Regions from separate parts of the Zea mays genome. Here region 1 is linked to region 2. Evidence: chromatin contacts called from public Hi-C data. All regions are on one chromosome and are shown on one strand. The core of a region is the stretch at or near the end of the contact, and the rest is flanking DNA. Distances in the headings are between cores, read along the strand shown.

What was found. A called contact is a pair of places that touch in the nucleus more often than the background predicts.
Region 1: a contact with region 2 is called in a Hi-C map of ear, with 2.6 times the contacts expected there. The contact joins the promoter of LOC103643335 here to the promoter of LOC100282002 in region 2. A contact is called at or near these places in 2 of 25 Hi-C or Micro-C datasets (ear and tassel).

What each region holds. Positions count from the first base shown.
Region 1 is chr1:224,906,710-224,909,948 of Zm-B73-REFERENCE-NAM-5.0, reverse strand. It overlaps LOC103643335, which reads left to right and starts at 1,423. Exons shown (of 2, transcript XM_008666495.3): 1 at 1,423-1,597; 2 at 1,739-3,239. The coding sequence starts at 1,484.
Region 2 is chr1:224,701,147-224,704,773 of Zm-B73-REFERENCE-NAM-5.0, reverse strand. It overlaps LOC100282002, which reads right to left and starts at 1,655. Exons shown (of 4, transcript NM_001154916.3): 1 at 1,326-1,655; 2 at 1,107-1,229; 3 at 270-350; 4 at 1-160. The coding sequence starts at 1,580. The coding sequence ends at 44.

The sequences.
Region 1 (3,239 bases), core at 174-2,673, 210 kb before region 2:
TGGTGCGAGACTGACTCACTAGGAAGACAACCAATCAGGCCACAAACCTCTCTATACATCGAGGCGAAGATGCTCCACACATACTCTCTGCTTGGCTCTGGCTTGCTTTGGGGCAAAAACATTTGAATATCGGTTCAGCAAACTTTCTCACGGAAGAAAATTATGGTAGATTTCCATAGTTTTCAAACAATGCACACCTGCACTACTGCCCAGCGCCCCAGTACAGTGATCTTCCTTTCTGCCCAGTCAAATTGGATATTTCTTTAATTTTCAGTGAGACTTGTAAGGGGGTGTTTGGTTTCAAGGGACTAATGTTTAGTCCCTTCATTTTATTCCAATTTAGTATATAAATTGCCAAATATAGAAATTAAAATAGAGTTTTAGTTTCCATATTTGGCAATTTTGGAACTAAAATGGAATAAAATGTAGAGACTAAAAATTAGTCCCTAGAAACCAAACACCCCCTAATACTCTCTGTAGGATGTTATTAGTATTAACGGATGTCAATTATAACAAAAATATGTTATCATTTAAACATAACTATTTTATAGTATTGTCGGTTTTTACCATCCTCTGGCTGATTTAGAGTCTGTTTGGTTGGGCTGTGGCTGTGAAAAAAGCTGCTAAGAGCTGTGAGCTGTGGAAAAAACTATTATAGACTGTAAACTATTAAAAAGCTAAAACCGTTTGGTCGAAATCACTAAAAGTTGTTAAAAGTTATTCGATATATGTTTTCACAGTTCCATTCGAAAGCCACTAAAAGCAGATCCGAAGGTGTTTTCAGTTTTGTACTGCAAAAAAGTTGAATTTTAGAAAAAACTAGTTCCTAGATCTAGACCTTTGATTTAGCTTTTGACTTTTAGAGGGCAAAAGTCAATGTCAAAAGTTAAACCAAACACACCCTTATTGACCCGGCTAATAATTGGTTAATTCGGTGGCTATTTGCTTGGGGTGTCAACTAAGAGGGACGTTAGTTTAAATAAAAAATTTTAAACTTTAACTGAACTTTGAAAACAAATCATCAATACTTATGACATGACATCAAGTTAGTATTATTATTATTAGATATATTGTAGTTGTAGAACATATTTTTTAACATGATGATTTATGATAATTTCGCTTTCCCAGATTTTAGGAAGGAATTGATTCATCCGGGAAGGGAGATTTTCGTGAGAATTAGAGCAATCGCAAGCGACACGACACGAGACGACGGACAGCCGGACAGGTCGCGCCGTGTGCATATCCGTTTCGACTCCGAGGGACCCATCTCGGACCTGGCAGTCATGCAGTCAAGCTCGAGTCCAAAGTCCAAACTTCCCGCACGCCAGGCCACGTGCCCCTGGCCCAGGCCACGTGCCCGTGAGCCAGGGCCCGGTCCCACTCGCTCGTCCTCCCCATTCTCAGGCAAGGGCGCAACCGCGCAAGGCACTGTCGTTTCGCCGTTTCGGCCTCCAATTCCAAATTCTAAAACCCCAACCGCTCTATGCCTCTCCTCAACCCAACCGGATCCTCTGGTGGAACTTCCAGGGTGCCCTCGTCGGCGGCGCGCTTCTCCTCCTCTACATCGTCGACGCCGCCGTTGGTTGAAAGCTCAGAGGTGAGCGAGTCCGTGCGCGTATCCCTCCACGTGGCGTCTCTCCTCCGGCTTCGTTTTTCTCTGTTTTCTTTTTTTTCTACGGTGGTGCTCTGCGAATGGCGAATGTTGATCTCGTGCGCTTTTGTTTCGTGCTTGGGCCAGGTCATGCCTCACTCGGCGCGGCCTCCGGGGACCGGAGCCAACTTCAACCGCGCGCGCGACCAGCGCGGCACCCGCCGCGTCTTTCTGCGTCGCCCGCCGCCTCCGCTTCGGCGTCCTCCTCATGTCACAGCCAATGGTCATCGAGGCGAGGGAGGCAGCGGCGGCGGGGGAGCGCGTCGGAGCGCGGGAGAGGAGGCGGGCGGGCGGTACACGAGGCGCGGCGGCGTGGCGGACCGTGAGGTGGCGGTGAGTGCCAGCGCGGACCCTGTGGGACGGAATGCTGCGACCGTCGCCACTGGTGGTGAGGCTCCACCGCCGCGGGAGGAGGATGGCGGCGGACGAGGTGGTGTTCTTGTGAGCAAGCGCCCGTCTGCTGCGCCCGTGCTCCCACCGCCCAAGCGGAGGGCGGTCTCCGTCACTCGGCAGTTCCCACCCGCCTCCAGGTGGACCTCGGCTGCTCCTGCTCCGCTCGCTGGTGCAGATGCCGACGGAGGTTTGCGGACACGATACGAAGGGCAACGTGAGAACAGAGCTTCTGATGCATTCAAGAAGCCGGCAGTTGCTCGTCCCCTCGCGGGCCTCAAGGATGGTGTTGGTGTTGGTGTGATGTCGAGAGCGGTGTCCCCCAAAGCTGCTGGCACGAGGGTTCTCAAAAAGCCGTGTGCCAGGGATGGAGCTGCTCCAATGTCGAACACAGATCGTCATGATGCTGGATTGGTGAAATCGTCTGCTGCACATGACAGAGGAAGGGGAGCAAGGATTGATGAGCTGCGGGGGAAGAAGGGCCCGGTGACCGGCGCACGATTTCCACCAAAGCCAGAGATCATATCTACCACACGCACCTTGCTACCTGGCCATGGAAAGGATGGCGGTTGCCATAGCAAGGTGCATCGGCCATTGGAGTCTGGGCGTGCTCATGGTAGTTCTTTGGCTGATGGACGTGCTGTGGAAATTGTTGCTGCTTGCACTGGTACTAGTGCTGGAGCTGTACAAGATGGCAAATTAGAGAATGGAGAGGTTCCCTCCAAGAAGGCTTGGGGGTCTCAGGTTTCTTCCGATGCTGTTCTGCTTGATCCTGCATCTTATAGGGATGTTTCTGCAAGAGATTTCCCTGGTTTAAGTGGGAACTTTGGAAGGAAGACGCTGTCATGGGCACTAGTAAAAGATAGAAAGGTGATGAACAAATATGGTAGGACTTCGTACAGATACAACACTGTTGCTGCATCTTTTTCTAAGAATTCTTCCAAAAAACCCGTGATGGGTAAGATAGTATCTGACAGTGGTAGGATTAACAGGATGATATCTTCTGATGTTGCAGCAGAAGTGTCTGGTGAGGGCACTGTGTTGGGAAGTAAGGACATGTTTACAAATCAAAGCACAGTCAAGCCAGACAATGTGGTTCAGAAATTTGTTACAGATGCTCAGCATATACCATTTTCCAAAGGCAAGAAGGAAACCGTACGCGAAAGGTGGGTAACAACAAATGGGATTCAGGACTCTG
Region 2 (3,627 bases), core at 406-2,905:
ATAAAACATTGCCTATGTTCCTAATACAGTGATCTATCAGCTGTCATAACTCGTTGTCAATGATGTTTCTGATCATATCCATAGGAATTAGCCCCTCGGTGCGTATGGCATCTTTGTTTTGGTCTGGACTGAAGAAGTAAAGGGTCGGAAGCCCTCTTACCTGAAAGCTTCAGCATTAGTGACTTCAAAAATTGAAGGAAAAAAAAGAACCCTAAATAAGAATGTAATCAACACATTGTTCGCTTCAATGAGTGCCATTTTGGTTGTACCTGCATGTCTTTTGCAAATTCATATTCATCATCTGTGTCCACCTTCACAAACAGGGCATTGTCCTCATACTCAACTGCAAGCTGCAATACATTGAAAGGACTTATTAGAGATACTACATGATGTATCAACATAGAAAGAGCAATTAGATAATCTTCTTGTCCTGAAAAAAGGGAGCACACGTAAGTGCGAACAGCTCCAAGATTCAAGATACCGGCAATAGTTAAACAGAATCTCAAGTGATTGACTATGATTTAATAAAAGCTAGAAATCCAAAAGTGGTTTTCAACAAGATTTTTTCTTCTTGGTCATCTTTTCACATTGTTTTCAAAAGAAACAAAAGAAGAATCACTAATTGCTAAAGATACTAATATTTGCTAGGGGAAGTCTTTTATTATTTTCAGAAAATATTTTTTTTTCATTTCGCATGAAAATTCTAAACTGTCCAAATTCTAAATTCCTCTCGTAGGCCTTGTCAACTTGTCCTATACCAGACTACACCAGCTACCAAGCTGTCTAAATTCCTCTAAAATAATATAGTCTGATATTAATCTAGACTAAATCGCCCAATGAAAGTATTTAAATATACTCAGAAGCTTCACATATTGCTTAATCCAGCAGAACCTATGCAAAGCATAGCTGTGTACTGCATTCCTTTCCATTTCAAAGCATGGTTGCCGCTGAAGGTGTCACTGACGAGGCACATAGAACTCGTTTATACCACTGGTCCCATAACTCCCATTGATTGCAACTTCACAGACAGGCATTGTGTTGGCCAAGATATCAAAAGTCACACAGGCAAACCAAATGATGGAAAACTGGCAGGGAGGGTGGCTCACCATCTCGATGTCCTGCGCCATCTGAACACAGGGCCCGCACCAGGTCGCGTAGAAGTCAACGATGAGCGGCACCTTCCTCTGCCCCCTCACCAGCTCCTGCACCTCCTCGGCTGACACCTTCTTCTGCAACCACGAGTAATGCAAAGCACCGCTCAGACTCGAACTCACCGACTGCCGAGGAGCAGAAAGATTTGCGATCCAGTGAACCGTGCTGCGTACCACGAGGTAGTCCGGCGCTATGTACTTGCCAGAGCCCGGCACGTAGGGAACCACCGTCTCCGTGGAGGCGTTCCGTCGAAGGGTTGGCGCGCGGCGAGTGTTGGCGCCTACGCCAAAGAGGCTGCAGCTGCGGGAGCGGTCCCAGCGCGCAGGGGAGAGCGGAATTGGGAGAAGAAGAGGCCTCGGGATCAGGAAGGGCGCACGGGGAATGGAACCAGCGGCGCACGCCGACAGGAAGGCGGCGGCCGGAGCCATGGCGGAAACGGAGAGGCGCAGTGGAGGGGAGACAAATCCTATCCGGAAGGCTCCGTGGAAATGATAGTACTGTACAGTTCACGCTTTTTTAACACGGGTATCCACATCTTGGTAGTCCGTAGATCTGGGCATTCACCTTAGCCCAAAATTTGGGTCGAGCTTTTCGAGCTTTTTAAATTTCGAATATCTAGAAATGATATCTCAACATAAACTTTATATATTGGGTACTCAAATTTTCGAGTATTCGAATTTTTTGTGTTCAGATTCAGATAGCCCGTTTTACCTAATTTAATATAAATATATAACCAACTAGCACCACAACAGCGCAATAAGTATTTAGTTTAAACTTTCTATATAACAAAAGTGACCAAAATTATCATATTGTTGGGCACCAAATTGAGGTGCGGACAGTCCGGCTCTGAGACCGGACGGTCCGCGGTCCGGACGGTCCGCGCCTGTGGGCCGGACGGTCCGCGCACGCGCAGAATAGATTAGGGTTCCGAGTTTTTCACTGCGTTTGTTGGCGAAAATCGCGGGATTTGCTCGGAGTTTTGTTGGTAACGGGTCCAGCCCCCTCCTCTATAAAAACAGAGGATTACGGCCGATTAATCATCATCAATCGAATCAATACAACTTCTATTCGCATTTATTTCTAGTACAATTAGAAGTAGTTCTAGTTTAGCTTCTCGATCCCTAAATTCTTCGCCTCTCTTCGACTCTACGTCGATTAGAGAAGTCTAGGTCGGCCGGCCCGAGCCTAGACAACTCCTAGGATCTCTTCTCCCCGACGGGGTCCCTCCCAGAAGCGAGATCCAGGCGCCGCCGGCGATCTTCCGCCGCCCCTGCGCACGCGCGGACCGTCCGACCCCAGGGTGCGGACCGTCCGACCGTCAGGCAGGAGACCCTAGCCCCTGCGCCAGGTCGCAGACCGTCTGGCCCTAGGTCGCAGACCGTCCAGCCCTAGGCCGCGGACCGTCCGCACCTGACCAGAGAGCACCGCCGCGCCTCGCACCAGGCCGCGGACCGTCCGTCCCCTGCGCGCGGACCGTCCGCCCCTGTGCAGAGGGCACCGCCACGGTTCTTGTTGAAGTGTTTGGCGCTCCAAAAAGGCGTCAACATACTTTTTGGCGACTCCGCTGGGGAAGACATATTTAGACCTATCAAATCGGCCCTCAATAGCCGGTTCGAGGGATAGTTCTGAAGTCTCTCCAAGCAACATCATAGAGCCGACTTGGGAAACCTTGCCGGCTGACGAACAGCTCCAGTTCGAGGAGCATAAGGAGCAGATGATCCAGGAGGCAAAAGCAAGGTTCTTGGCCAACTTCAAAGTGGACAGGAACAACAAAGTCGTTCGACATCGGGCGACGGATCCGGCTTCACTGTGACCCACGCCAGATATCCCCAATGTAAGTAATACAAACGAACTACAATCTCTTAAGAATTATGTAGATGAACAGCGTGAACAAATGCAAAATATTATAGGCGGTATGCAAAACGACTATAGGAGATTAGCGCGTGCATTTGACAAATCTAGCATTGTAAATTTTCCATCACACGAGGTAGAATTAGGGGGAAACACGCGTAATACATCGGCTATAGGTTGTCACGACCAGTCACAACCCCTTTACGGGATGCCGATGGACACGTACCCTGAGCAACCGCAAATCGGCAGTAAATCAGCCGATCTGCACATGTACGGACCGTCCGACCGTGACCGCGGACCGTCCGGGACAGCCACGGCCGGGCCCATTTTCAATGAGTTACCTAGACATGCACCCAAGCCACCACATACATCACAGAACCCAAACTACCCATTCGGACGTTCCGCATACAACGACGGACGGTCCGCGTATAACCACGGACGGTCCGGGTACATATCCGGACAGTCCGCGAATGAGTCTTTTGAGGAGGATTATTACCTGAATCCTCACCCGTCTCAGCAACACTTCCCATCACACTATACAATGCATCAGCCCATTAATTCAAGATCCAGAGCCCAGGAAAGCTTTCCGGCCCCGCCTAGAAGGCCGGAAAGAAACGATCAAAC